Regions from separate parts of the Sus scrofa genome. Here region 1 is linked to region 2. Evidence: chromatin contacts called from public Hi-C data. All regions are on one chromosome and are shown on one strand. The core of a region is the stretch at or near the end of the contact, and the rest is flanking DNA. Distances in the headings are between cores, read along the strand shown. Region 1 overlaps MSI2 (RNA-binding protein Musashi homolog 2-like). Region 2 overlaps MSI2 (RNA-binding protein Musashi homolog 2-like).

Region 1 (7,036 bases), core at 3,759-6,258, 150 kb after region 2:
TGGGGAAAAGGACATACTTAGATTATGAAGGAAAACTCCCCACAGTGATGGCCTTGGCATATTAGGCGCCTCTATAATTTCACCTCTTCAGCGCCTGTTTCCAGTTACCACACAGCCATCCGAGGGAAGACAGTGCACTAAAAACGGCCCCACAACAATCTTTTTGTAAAGACAGTCAACGATCGAAGCTATTAATTGTGTTTCTGACCAAGAGCAACGATGGTGGGGTTCCCCCTTGGGCTGTGCTTTTGGGCCCTGGTCCTGGAGTGAGAGGGTGGGGGTGGGGGTGTCTGCCCCCCCCCCACTGCAGAGGACTTTGGTTTCTAGGAGACCCCAGCATCCAGGTGAGACTCAGCCTATCAAGCTCAAGTGGAGGCAAGGCCCTCACTGGCTGGAGCTGCTTCCTCGCCCTGCTTTTTGAGACTCGTCTTTCCTGGTGGCACAACAACAAAGCCACCACTCTAAGTCACTTGCCCCATCCCCAGACCAGCCCTTCTGCCAATTCTAAACCACTAGACCAGTTCCCAGTGTGACTCAGCAGCTGAAGAACCCAACTCGTATCCCTGAGGATGTAGGTTCGATCCCCAGCCTTGCTCAATGGGTTAAGGCTGTGAGCTGTGGTGTAGGTTGCAGACGAGGCTCGGATCCCAAGTTGCTGTGGCTGTGCAGCTCTTATTCAGCCCCTAGCCTGGGAACTTCCATATGCCCTAAAAAGCGAAAAGAAGAAAGAAAGAAAAGAAACCACTAGCTCTGGCTGAGAGCAAAGGCAGCTCATTGGATTCCTCCCTCTCTGTGGAGGTCCGACCCACATCAAGAATGCAGAGGCTCTTAGAGCAAATAATTCTATTTTTAGTTTACTGAGGAATCTCCATCCTGTTTTCCACAGTGGTTGCACCAACTTACAATCCCACCAACAGTGTAATAGGGTTCCCTTTTCTCCAGGCCCTCTCCAGCACTTATTGTGTGTAGACTTTTTGATGATGCCATTCTGGCTGGTGTAATGTGGTTTTGATTTGCATCTCTCTAATAATGAGTGATGTTGAACACCTTTTCATGTGTTTTTGGCCATCCGTATGTATTCTTTGGAGAATTGTCTGTTTAGATCTTCTGCCCATTTTTTGATGGCGGTGTTTGTTTTTTTGTATTGAGCAGGAGAAGGTGTTTATAAATTTTGGAGATTAATCCCTTGACAGTCGCTTCATCTGCAACTATTTTCTCCCATTCCGTGGGTTGTCTTTTCGTTTTGTTTAGGGTTCCTTTGCTGTGCGGAAACTTTTAGGTTTAATTTAGTGCCATTTGGTTTATTTTTGTTTTTACCGTCATTACTCTAGGAGGTGGATCTGAGAAGATATTGCTGTGGTTTATGTCAGAGAGTGTTTGGCCTATGTTTTCCTCTAAGAGTTTCATAGTTCTGGTCTTATAATTAGTCTTTCATCCATTTTGAGCTTATTTTGCTGTATGGTGTTAGGGAGTGTTCTCATTTCATTCTTTTCCATGTGGCAGTCCAGTTTTCCCAGCACCGCTTATTGAAGGGACTGTCTTTTCTCCATTGTATAGTCTTGCCTCCTTAGTCATAGATTAGTTGACTGTAGGTGCATGGGTTTAATTCTGGGCTTTCTATCCTGTCCCACTGATCTATATTTCTGTCTTTGGGCCAGTACCATACAGTTTTGATGACAGTAACTTTGTAGTATAGTCTGAAGTCAGGGAGCCTGATTCCTCCAGCTCCATTTTTCTTTCTCAGGGTGGCTTTGGCTATTCTGGGTCTTTTATGCTTCCAAACAAACTTTAAAATATTTTGTTCTAGTTCTGTGAAAAATGTCCTTGGTAATTTGACAGGCATTGCATTGAATCTGTAGATTGCCTTGGGTGGTATAGTCATTTTGACAATCTTGATTCTTCTAATCCAAGAGCATGATATGTCTTTCCATCTGTTTGTGTCATCTTTGATTTCTGTCATCAGTGTCTTATAGTTTTCAGAGTACAGGTGTTTTGTCTCTTTAGGTAGGTTTATTCCTAAGTATTTTTTTCTTTTTGATGCGATGGTAAATGGGATAATTTCCCTAATTTCTCTCTCCAATCTTTCATTGTTAGTATATAGAAGTGCCGTCGATTTCTGCGTATTAATTTTGTATCCTGGGACTTTGCCAAATCATTGATGAGCTCCAACAGTTTTCTGGTAGCATCTTTAGGATTTTCAAGGTATAGTATCATGTCATCTGCAAAGAGTGATAGTTTTACTTCTTCCTTTCCAATTTGGATTCCTTTTATTTCTTTTCTTCTCTGATTGCCATGGCTAGGACTTCCCAATACTTGAAGAGTAGTGGCGAGAGCAGACATCCTTGACTTTCCTGATCTCAGCAGGAATTCTTTCAGCTTTTCACCATTGAGAATGATGTTAGCTCTGGGTTTGTCATATATGGCCTTTATTTTGTTGAGGTAGGCTCCCTCTATGCCCACTTTCTGAAGGGTTTTTATCAGAAATGCGTATTGGATTTTGTCAAAGGCTTTTTCTGCATCTATTGAGAGGATGATGTGGTTTATATTCTTCGGTTTGTTAATGTGGTGTATCACACTGATTGATTTGTGGGTATTGAAGAGAAAAAAAAAAGAACGCAGAGGCTCTTGGGTGGTTTTTATTCACATCAGCCTATATCAGTCCCACAGAAGGAACATTACCTAGTGTCCAAAATAGGTGTGTACATTAAGAGAACTTCAAAACGGGATGTTACCTGCTCCACTGACCTTGGAGGGAGCATTTGGGCTAAAAGACACCCACATGAGGACAGCATGTACAGAGTTAAGGCTAAGGAAATGAGAAGGGTGGTGGGGGAAAAAAAAGGGCAAGCCCCTTTTCCCTCCTCTCCTGTCCCACCTGCACCTCCCTGGCTGACAAGGTGGTTTCCCCCACTTCATCTGATCCACATCAGCGGCAGACGGTCTGTAGCAAGGCCAGCTTCCCCAGCTGCGGATTGGCTGGAGGCTGATGACGTGTGCGTGGAGGTGGGCGGTTTGGCTGGGGATTGGTTGGAGGCTGATGACGTGTGTGTGGAGGTGGGCGGTCTGGCTGGGGATTGATTGGAGGCTGATGACGTGTGTGCGGAGGTGGGCGGTCTGGCTCTTGCCACCCAGGGCTTGCCTCAGGCCTGTGCACAGCCACGTGGCCCCTCGTGGTAAATATATCAATCCTAAGGGCCACGGACTAGGCAGATGGAGACTAAAGGGACCGTTTGAGCCCACCTCACTCATGACAGCTTACAGCCCAAAGACGCCTGTCCTGCTTCAGCTTCTCAGACACACCCCTCCCGCCTCTGCTTGGTGCCAGCCCGTGTCTGCCCAAGGGCCAGGGCAGCTGGGCGTCTGGAGGGCGTATGGCTGCCGTGGTCCAGGGGTCACCGCCCCAGGCTGGCCTGCGTCCCTGCAGAGGCGTCACAGAACAGGAGTAGGGTCTCCAAACTGGGCAGGGTCCTCGTCTCGGCGACTCCTTAGCCACGATCCATCCCGATCAGTCTATCCGAGGGAAGGCGAGAAGGGGTTGTAAAACCAGCTCTGCAAAGGGCCAGGCGGGTTTTCTGAGGGCTCCCAGCCATCTGGTTTTCTGCACTGAACATACCATGTTAACGGGCTTTAAAGTAGAAACACGTGTGACCCTGGAAAACTAGCGATGGGGCAACGGAGGAGATGATTTCAGATGGCTGTTTGGTATCTCCCGGTACAGTAGCAAACGTGAAAAGCTATTACAGTACATGGAAGCAGTTCATTGCGTAACATCTTCATCACTTGCCTTGCCAGCTGGCTTCTCGCAATAATCTCTGGGGGTGGAAATTTGCTCCTTTTAAATATTTGGGGATGGCGGTAGAGAGAGAGAATTCTCGTGTCCTAAGCTCTCTGCTGAAAGTCCAGGGGCCGAGGGGAGGGCAGTGTCCTGTACCCTCCACAGAGCCCCGGAGGGGTCGGGGGAGGACTCGTACTAGACTCCATGGGGATTTACGGGGATTTGCACAGTCTGTTTCGTGGACAGCATCCAAACCTCTTCCCTCTGTACTGCTTCCTCCCACCCCTTCCAAACCATCGCGTTTGTGGAAAAAAGTGGTTGGGAAGCAAGGACTGTGAGATCAGACTGCCTGACTTTGGAAACCCCAGCTTTCAACCACGTGCCGGCCAGTGACCTTAGCCAAGTTACCTAACCTCTCTGAGTCTCAGACTCTCGCTCCGCAGAACGAGGTAGTGGTAACTCCAGCCTCCTAGGGTTTTGAGGGCTTCGTTCGGACAATGTCTGTATCGTTCCTAGCAGGAGCGCCGTAGAGGAGGTGGTTGTCAGTGGTTACAAGTGTGCTCTTGCATCTGGTTCTTCGTTATCTGATCTCGGCCAGAGGATGAGTTGTGGGGTTTTGTTTTCTGAGCACCTAGGAAGGAGACAGGCCAGTTTTTTACCCCACTTCCAGTGGGAGCAATGGTGTGGGCAGATGGAAAGCCCACCACTGCCCTCCTGCACCACACAGAGCTGCTGCCTTTCTGGGTGGGGACGTGACTTTCCGGGGACCACCTTGGGGACAACGCAATGGCAGGGAGTCAGTGCCTTGGCTCCCGATGAGAACGCTGCCCAGGCGATCTGTGCAGCTGTGGCATCAGGTGTGGCAGCTGCTGGCTCTTCCACTGTCTCTCCTTAGGCAATGAGGCGAGACCCCATGACCCAGGACCACTGCCCCAAGGTGGGGAGATGCCAGTGGGGCTGGGATGGGTGCTTCAGAGAGGGCTTTGCCCGGGCGGTGGGGGGAGCGTTTGATGTTCTTGCCCATCTACCTGGAGCACGGGCTGTCTGCGGCTCCTTCACCCAGGTCTCCATTCCCTGAAGGCTTTCAGCCCCGAGTGGCCCTGCGTAGCACACATGCCACATCTCTGCTCCTGCTCACCGGTCTCACTGTTGTCCATCCCAGCATATCCAAGTCTGTGCAGCTGCTTCTGGGAAATCCCGCATGAACTGAGTTTGAACCAGTGGTTCACAGCCTCTCCCGCCCCCACCTCTTCCTGGCCTTTCATCCAAGCTGCAAACAAACAGTGCTGTGAACCTTTGCCCAGTGGCTGCTTTGTGCTTCTTGGGCCCCTCCCTGGGGAGGAGGCGGGCCAGCTGCAGAGTGGGGGGACAGAAGGGTGGGAAATCTACAGCCTGGCACTTAGAACATGGTCCTGTCACCAAGAGCAGCCTTCCTTCCTTGATCCTCAAAGGCAGTGACCTGTCACCCAGAGAGGGGTCGCCTGCATGTTTACTCAGAATTTTAGAGGCCTGGAAGGTGCCCTCCTAACACCAGCTGATGGCCGTACCGTCGTTTTATAGATGAGGCCACTGACGGCCAAAGAGGATTGGTTTGTTCATGATGTGAGTTTGTAGCTTTGGGGTCCAAGAAGCCTGGATTCACATTCTCTTTCTTTCCACTTAACTAATCGGTGTGTAAGTGGCTTAACTCTCTGAGTCTCAGTTTCCTCCGCTGTAAAAGGGGCATAAGAATACTTCTTCGGATGGTGATTACTACAGAGTCGATGAAAAAGCATCTAAAAACACCTGATAGGAGTTCCCGTTCTGGTGCTGTGGGTTAAGAATCCAACTGCAGCAGCTCGGGTCACTGCAGAGGTGCAGGTTCGATTCCCAGCCCAAGGCAGTGGGATCCAGCATTGCCACCCTGGTGACATCAGTTGCAGCTGCTGCTGGGATTCAGTCCCTGGCCCAGGGAACTTCCATATGTCATGAGTGCAGCCATAAAAAAATTAAATGATCAATAAATAAATAACACCTGGTATATAGGAGTTTCAGCAGGTGACAGCGGTTGTTCCCCTTTCTGTCCATCCATCCATCCATCCATCCGTCCAGTAAACAGTGATTGAGCCCTGCTGTCTGCCACGTGCTGTGTTCATGTGGATCTTGTCCTCGGAACTTAGGTGGTTGAGTGACATCTCTGAGGTCACACCCTACAGACTCATGGATTTTGGTTTTCACGAGTCCTTTGCACACGGAAGGAACATTCTACAGGGGGCGGAAGGCACCCTTTGCTGATCCCAAGCCAGTCCACCATGGGCGCTGGCCCGGGGACGCCACACGTCCTCCCTAGCTTTGCCTTGGCCCAGAACCAGGTGCATGGAAGCACAGAGCTGGTGCCAGAGCCCTTCCTTGGCTCTGTGCTGTCACAACAGACGCAGTGACGCCAGCGTCCCCATAGAATGCACCCAGTGCTGCAAAGGTTGGTCAGCTTTCTGGAGGGCAGAAGAGCGTTGTCTTTTATTTGTTAATTGATTTCTTCATTTTGGCCACACCCATGTCCTGGCAGAAGTTCCTGGGCCATGAATCAAACCTGAGCCAACAGTAGGTACAGCAGTGAATCCTTAACTGCTAGGCCACCTGGGACCTCCAAGAGCCATCTTTTAAATATATTGTACTGGGGGGAAAAATACGCCTGGTCTTATTTCACGAACATAAAGAAATGCCATCACTTCAGATGCTAACAGGCAAACTGATAGCTCACAGATCAGATCCTTGGGGCCTGCGCTAATAGGTAATAAGCCTGCTGTGTGGACTGCAGGCCTTAGGGGCTATCCTCTGCAGTGAGTTAATCGTTCCTCCCGCTGGTTCCCGTGGAAAGTTCTGTTCCCTTCCAGCCCTACCCTTGCGAACCATTTACACAGATGCTAGCAGGTCAGGCTTCCCACAGCCCCATGACACAGGAATCTTGGCCAGGTAGAAAGACTAAGAAAGGTTAGGCCACTCCTCCGAGGCCCCTGGCTGGGCAGAACGTGGTGAAGTGAGCTCGGGGCGCCCAAAGCCCCTGCACCACCCCACTTTCAATAGTGTGACCTGGAATGATATTCAACCCGTGTCCGGTGGTCTCCGGTCCTTCCTTGTGCAGACCGTGGTCTTCCAGAAGTTGCATCTCAATAGCCCCAGTCAACGGGAGACACACACACAGGCCTCAGGGTACCGAGGGCCCTGTCCCTGAAGTGGAGGGTTTGCATTTTCCTTTCGCTCCCCCTCCTCCGGGCCCCGGCC
Region 2 (6,636 bases), core at 1,068-3,567:
ATGCTGAGGGTGCAGCCCTAAAAAGCAAAAAAAGGGAAAAAAAAAAAAAATTGAGTTCCCTGATGGCTCTCAGCAGGATAAGGATCAGGCATTGTCACTGTAGGGGCTTGGGCCGCTGCTGTGGCTTGGGTTCGATCCCCGGCCAAAAAATAAAGTAAAATAAAATAATAATAAAACGAGAATTTGGTTCTCAAGGATGTCAAGTGAGATAAGTGGAATGTCTGTTCTGCAGATGACAAAACTGGTGTTGAGAAAGGGTCAGTCCATTGTCCAAGATCACACAGCCCGGAGAGTCACTCAATTTTGCACAGTGTGGCCCTGGCCTCTTATAAAACCACATCTCCCACTTTCCCACCGCGCAGCCCCGTCCGCGAGGGAGCAGATTTGGTTCATTTGTCAAGAATGGTGATCTCCAGTCATTTATTTTACTGCTTCAGGTTTCCTAGTGGACGTTATCTGTGCTCACGATTTCATGCAAACAGGGATGATGTATATAGACCATTCCGGAAAAATGGCATGTCAGCGATGCTCCAGATAGGCACATACAGACCCAGACCATCCATCGGGCTGTCCGGCACTGCTCCCCCCGCCCTCCCACTCCCCCCCACCTCCCCATTTCCCCCACCCCCACTCAGCCATCCGGACGAGCCCAGCGTGGTAATTAAAAAGCCCTGGGATCAAAGCCACTCCGTGTGCAAGAGCTTCCTCCTTCTCCCCTTTAGACCCCTCCTTCCAGTACCGGTTTCTTAAATTCTCACTTATAGGATTTTGGAGATCAAAAAGAGGCCTTTAAACTTAATGAATTCGCGGCTGCGTCCCAGATGGAGCAGTTCTGCACCTTTCAGCTGTTCACCTCCGTGAGAGGGCTGCTCGGCGCCGGGCTGCTAGGTAATTCTCACTTTATATAACTCCCGTGAAAGCAGAGCAGCCTCCCGCATCTGGAGGCTCCCAATTATACTTCACATGGTGAACTGTGTAATTAGTTTGGAAGACTTACGCTTAGTCATTGGTTTATCCTAATCGGCTTTGGCTTTCCCCACCAACAAAGTGAGCTTATTTTGCTAAGCTGAACCGACTCTGCACCCTTTGTTCCAGCCTTTTATTGTCTCATTCCTTTCATTCTGTTTTACTGCCAAAGTTCTGTTTCATTAGGCCTACAAGTCATTTCCAATTCAGTGGGCTGCTACAATCCGGCCTTTATCACTCGGCTGCCCTGGTTCCCATGTCCCTTCTGGGCCAGTGCCTGAGTTTGTGGTTTGACGTGAGGGCTTTAACCCTTTCCTGGGCCAGCCCCTCACGGTGGCGGAGGGGAAGCCAGGGCCCTACAGGAGGAGGTGCTTTGGAAAGTCACAGCTCTCTGGGTCTCATCAAAGAAGAGCCCTGTGGAAAGGAGGCCAAAAGGGGCCTTTTGTTGGTCCAGGGTTGTGGGTGGGCTCATAAAAGTTAACGTGAGCTAGGGAGAATGGTGCTCAAAAAACTTTTTGTCGGGGGGGGGCGGGGGGGGAATTGAGAACAAGAATGAATGGGCCTTTTAAGATAATGAGATCTTCTCATTGATTCCGCTTGTGTGGGGTCTTGGAGAAGGTGCTGGGGTGGGCGTGGGGTCTTGGGAGAGGGTGCTGGGGTGGGGGTGGCAATTATTTTCTAGCTCCTGGTTTTACACGCAGGTGCCGTGGTGGCACCCTGGGCCGCTGCTGCTCAGATACTCCTTTCGCTAAATGTCTGTTCGAGGAGAGTAAGATCCAGACTAAAAGTATCCTAAAGCCTTTGAAATGCGAGAGGCAGGAGGTTTGCAAGCAAATAAATAAGCCAGTTGCCCTATGGCGCGGACTGTGGACTGTGACTTGATTGCTTCCAAATGCGAGTTGGAGACAGACGGAGCTCCGTGAGGTGTGTGCTTCTTTCCAGCCAGACCTGGAACCGACAAGTCCAGTGTGTCTTTGTGGGCATCACAGCTCCCACAAGAGGTGTGTCTCCTGAAGTGGTTCGTGCAGGTGAACTCACTGCACAGTGATCGGCGTGTCGGGGCTTCGCCTGTCACCGGCTGGCCTTTGCTCTGGGAGGCCATCGATGTTCTTCAGACCTTGACCTAGAGTGTCGAGGGCACCAGGAAGGGCCGGTTGCTTTCCCCTCCCAGGCCGGCCACGCTGAAGGCTACTTTTGTGTTTTAAATTTTCTTCCTGTAATAGCCCAGAACAAGGCCAGCACTGTCCTCCCGTTGTATGAAATCCCAGCCTGCTCTGTGTCAGTCTCTCCCTTCGGAAGTGTGTCATACGGGGGAGGGGACTTTATTTGCCCTCTGACCCCTGGCGGAGCCACTGAGGGCCAAGAGGTAGCAAACAGGAGAATCCTGCCTCCTGTGCCTGCCTCCGCCTCCCCGGCCAGGTGGCTGCGAACAAATAAGCAGTGCCCACGAGTAATTCGAGCCTTGGGCTTTGCCAGGAAACCCTCTCGCCAAACAACTTTTGTGTTTTCCGGGTGAACTTTTTTCCTCTAGAGCTGGTTTCTGCAGCAGCCGGAGGAGGGAACTGAGTTCGAAATAGACGGATTGAGAACCCCTGCCCCCTCCTCCTTTGTCCTAAGTCCTCTTTGATTGATTTATTTACTTTTGCTTAAAAAAAAAAAGAGTTCCTGAAATAGACGAGTGAGTTTCTAGGAAAACTTCCCATTTCCCTCTTAGCGGATAAAAATGTAGCCAGCTGTCTTTAGGCATTATTATTGCTCTATTAACAGTATTTTGAAATATACAAATAGAGAAATAGGATGCCTTCTGGGTAGCAGTGTGGGAAAACTTTGCGAGGAGGAGGCTGATCACACATGCATGATCGAATGCATAGCAGGGAGAGGAACGAGGCCCGAACTTTCTGGGCCTGGCTGTTTAACTGTGTTTTCCAGTCTGGTTTTAACTTTATATACTTTTTAAAAAATTATAGTTGATTTACGCTGTTGTGCCAATTTCCTCTGTACAGCAAAGTGACTCAGTCATGTATATGTACATATATATATATACACACGCACACACACCATTCTTTTAAAATTAAATTAAATTTTTTAATTACTTAATGAAGTTTATTACATTTATAGGGGGTCAACAATCCTCACAACCAGATTTTACAGCATTTCCATCCCAAACTCTCCATGCATCCCCCCCGCCCCCCAACCTGTCTCATTTGGGAAAAAAGTCTGTGAACACACATTCTTTTTTTAATCTCATTTCCCATCATGTTTGATCCTGGGAGACAGGATACGGCTCCCTGTGCTCTGCAGTAGGACCTCGTTGTATATCCATGCTACATGCATCGACCACTCCTAGACTCCCAGTTCATCCCACACGTTTCTTTAATTTTTGTAAGGGGCCATGGAGAGGACGACCACCAGAGCGGGAGAGCCTGCAGGCAGGAAGGGGTTAATGCTCCCTGGGCGGCGGCGAGAGGGAGCAGGGGTTTTAAAGCCCTTGCTCACCTTCCCAGAGCCCTCCTGGCAGCCTCTGAAGACGTCCCTTACAATGGAGTTGTTAGCATGAGAAAGAAAGCCTTTCTCCCCCTGGATGGACTTCAGTGGGAACCGAAAGTGTCTGAGAAATCACGGTTCAAGCTTGTGCCAGTGGGTGCAAGGAGTGGTTCTTACGGAAGAAAAAGCGCTCAGTTCATTTAGGCTTGGCATAGAAATCCAAGGCCATTGTTGGTGGAGCGAACATTGATATGGAGATGCCTGCTCACCCCCGCAGCCCATCAATAGGATACCCCATTACATGGGTCGCGTATGCCTGGCTTTTTTCTTCCTTTCTCTTCTCCCCCCCACCCTTTTTTTCCCTTTTTGTCCTCGGAGCATTCGTCTCTCCGCAGAACAGCCAGATTTGTCAAGTTAACCAGCCTCTACGTTTTTTACAGCTCTGTACATTCAGACCTGGTGTTTGTGAATTAGCCGAAGGTGGACCGCCAGTCGGTACTTTGTTTACATTCGAAGCCATAAGAGGGGGAGCCCCAGAAAAATGTTCCTATGCAGGAAGAGGCAGAAGGGTTGAGTTTCTGATGGTTGCAACCTCACCACTGCCTTTAAAACCAATCATGAGGCACACGGCTGATATTTAATAGCTTTTAGCTGATTATTTTTCTTCTCCTCCTCTTTCTTTTCGATTCAAGTTGACCTGGGTGTACTTGAGCGGAAATGAAGTCATCCCACTGCTGAATTAGAATAATCACAGGCCTCCAAGAATGAAATGGAAGCAGAGATTAAAATGGGAGAAGGGAACACTGGCATTAAGAAGCCCCAAGAAAACTTTGCATAAAATAAATAGGAGATTTGATAGATTGCCTTTGCATATGCTGTTTGCATTTCCCCCCACTTCGTATTGTCTTACCAGCGTCGAGTTCCAGGCAGTGTGGGATTTGATTTGCCTTAAGTCCACATACCTTCTGTAGCCTGGGTGATGGCCCTTTCTTCTTCACGGGATGTGTCTGTGACCGGAACATTTCCAGGATGGAAGAATCTGGAAGGAGGGACTGTTACTGTGAAGGGTTGACGAGTCCTTGTTGCCAAGGGCTGTGGTTGGGGGGTGGGAGGGGGCACAGATGGGAGATAATGCACAGCAGGCCCACAGTAAATATTATTGATGGATTTCTGATAGTAAGGAGAAGAAAGAACTATGCTGGATAAAGGTAGGGTGACCAGTTGTCCTGATTTGCCGAGGCCTGAGGGGTTTCCAGAGATCCAGGACTTGCAAACCAGAATTAGTTGCTCACCCCAAATACACAGGAGGCCAGAACTTTTCACCACAAGGAGTGACACCTTTGAGCACCTCCAGGGAGATTTAAGTATGTTCCAGAACACTTCCTCCATGCCTGTTGTCAATCTGCCTTCCTGATTGAACTCTGGTGAAGGGGGCAGGAGCCAGCACAGGCCAATAAGTCTGGGCAGTGTTCCTGAAGTGACCTGGGAAAGGCAGGGCAGACAGACCCACTGTCCCGAGCAAAGGCAGCTCATCATTGACTTAGAGTGCAGGATCCCCTTTGGGCTCTGACTGGGGCTCCTCCTTGGGGATTATTTCTGTGTCTTTTGAAAATAAAAAAATTTTCCCCTATGTTGCCAAAAAAGAGAGTTTCTTGGAGTTAAACAGCAAAATGAGGATTTAATTATATTAAAAAACCCAGCAGAGTGGTGTGTTTACAGGAAGTCGTTTTTAGGTGGTCTGTAGTAGGAGATGTAATTTGTGGAATCGGATTAGTTATAAATTAGAGATTTTTGGTTGTGGAGGTCTCTAACGGTCTTTTATAATTGGCAGCAGAGGTAAATATTTTCAGACTTGCTTATTGTTTGCAGAGTGTTAGGATATGAAAAAAAAAAAGCAATTTAAGCTACTTCTCCCTTCAGGAAATATAAATGAGGGTATAGAATGATCAGAGGCAGTCTTCATGATCTTATTATCAGCTTTCTTAGGGAATGGCAGAAGGGCAGAGTAAGCAATGAGATAAGTTGCAGGAGTGGTTGTGAGGGAACCTACTGATTCCCTGATATAAAAAAAAAAAAGTATTTTTTTTCACTTTTAAAAAGACCACCCTGAATGTAAATTGGTGCCGCCACTGTGGAAAACAATACAGATGTTCCTTCAAAACCGAAAATGACTCGCCGTATGATCCAGCAAGCCCACTCCTGGGCATATATCTGGACTAAACCATAATTTGAAAAGATACATGTACCCGTATGTGCATAGCAGCGCTATTGTTCATAGCCAAGACATGGAGAAAATCTCAATATACTTTTCACAGATGAATGGATTAAGAAGAAATGGTACATATATACAATGGAATATTACTCAGGCATCAAAAAGAATGAAATAATGCCATTTGTAGCAACATGGACAAACCTAGAGATTATCATACTAAGTTCAGCAAGTCAGACAGAGAAAGACAAATATCCTGTGAGATCACTTATATGTGGAATCTAAAATATGACACTAATGAACTTATCCACGAGACAGAAACAGACTCACAGATACAGAGAACAGACTTGTGGCTGCCAAGGGGGAGAGGGAGCAGGGAAGTGTTGGACTGGGAGTTTGGGATTAGCAGATGCAAACCATTATACATAGAATGGAGAAACAACACGGTCCTTCTGTATAGCACAGGAAGCTGTATTCAGTATCCTGTGATAAAACATAATGGAAAAGAATATATGTATATATGTGTGTGTGTGTGTGGTGTGGTGTGTGTGTGTGTGTGTGTGTATAACTGAAAAATACCGAAACTAACACAACATTGTAAATCAACTCTGTTCAATAAAAAATTTAAAGAAGACCACCCATTTCCTTTCTTGACAGGTGTGTTTTAGTAGCAAACAGGAGGATTTATTGCTGTCGTAGGTCTCTGTTCCAACTAAGTTGGCATATGTTAAATTCAGAAATCACTGTTTGCCCAAACCTTTTATTTGGGGTGAGAGCGTTGTCCCCATTTGAAAGTTAGGAACGGAGTTCCTGTTGTGGCTCAGCGGGTTAAGAACCCGACTCGTATCCATGAGGATATGGGTTTGATCCCTGGCCTCGCTCAGGGAGTTAAGGATCCAGTGTTGCTGCAAGCTGTGGCATTGATCACAGATGTGGCTGTGGTGTAGGCCCGCACAGCGTACAGCTCCAGCTGGAGC

Evidence for each region. A called contact is a pair of places that touch in the nucleus more often than the background predicts.
Region 1: a Hi-C map of liver shows a contact between it and region 2, with 4 times the contacts expected there. The contact joins two enhancer-like sites. A contact is called at or near these places in 1 of 47 Hi-C or Micro-C datasets (liver) and 1 of 2 datasets of contacts at active chromatin or transcription factors (skeletal muscle).

The regions. Positions count from the first base shown.
Region 1 is chr12:33,848,208-33,855,243 of Sscrofa11.1, forward strand. All of the region lies in intron 7 of MSI2 (RNA-binding protein Musashi homolog 2-like), which reads left to right. It overlaps LOC110256169 (a long non-coding RNA gene), which reads left to right. Exons shown (of 2, transcript XR_002337447.1): 2 at 1-708. Among named protein-coding and RNA genes, the nearest start is that of CCDC182, 180 kb to the right of the region's middle. Within about 2 kb of position 5,009, at least 8 of the 83 cell types and tissues checked have an H3K27ac peak or open chromatin away from gene starts, as enhancers often do. A contact at or near this core is called in liver, where this site is marked.
Region 2 is chr12:33,697,509-33,704,144 of Sscrofa11.1, forward strand. All of the region lies in intron 6 of MSI2 (RNA-binding protein Musashi homolog 2-like), which reads left to right. Among named protein-coding and RNA genes, the nearest start is that of MSI2, 160 kb to the left of the region's middle. Within about 2 kb of position 2,318, at least 39 of the 83 cell types and tissues checked have an H3K27ac peak or open chromatin away from gene starts, as enhancers often do. A contact at or near this core is called in liver, where this site is marked.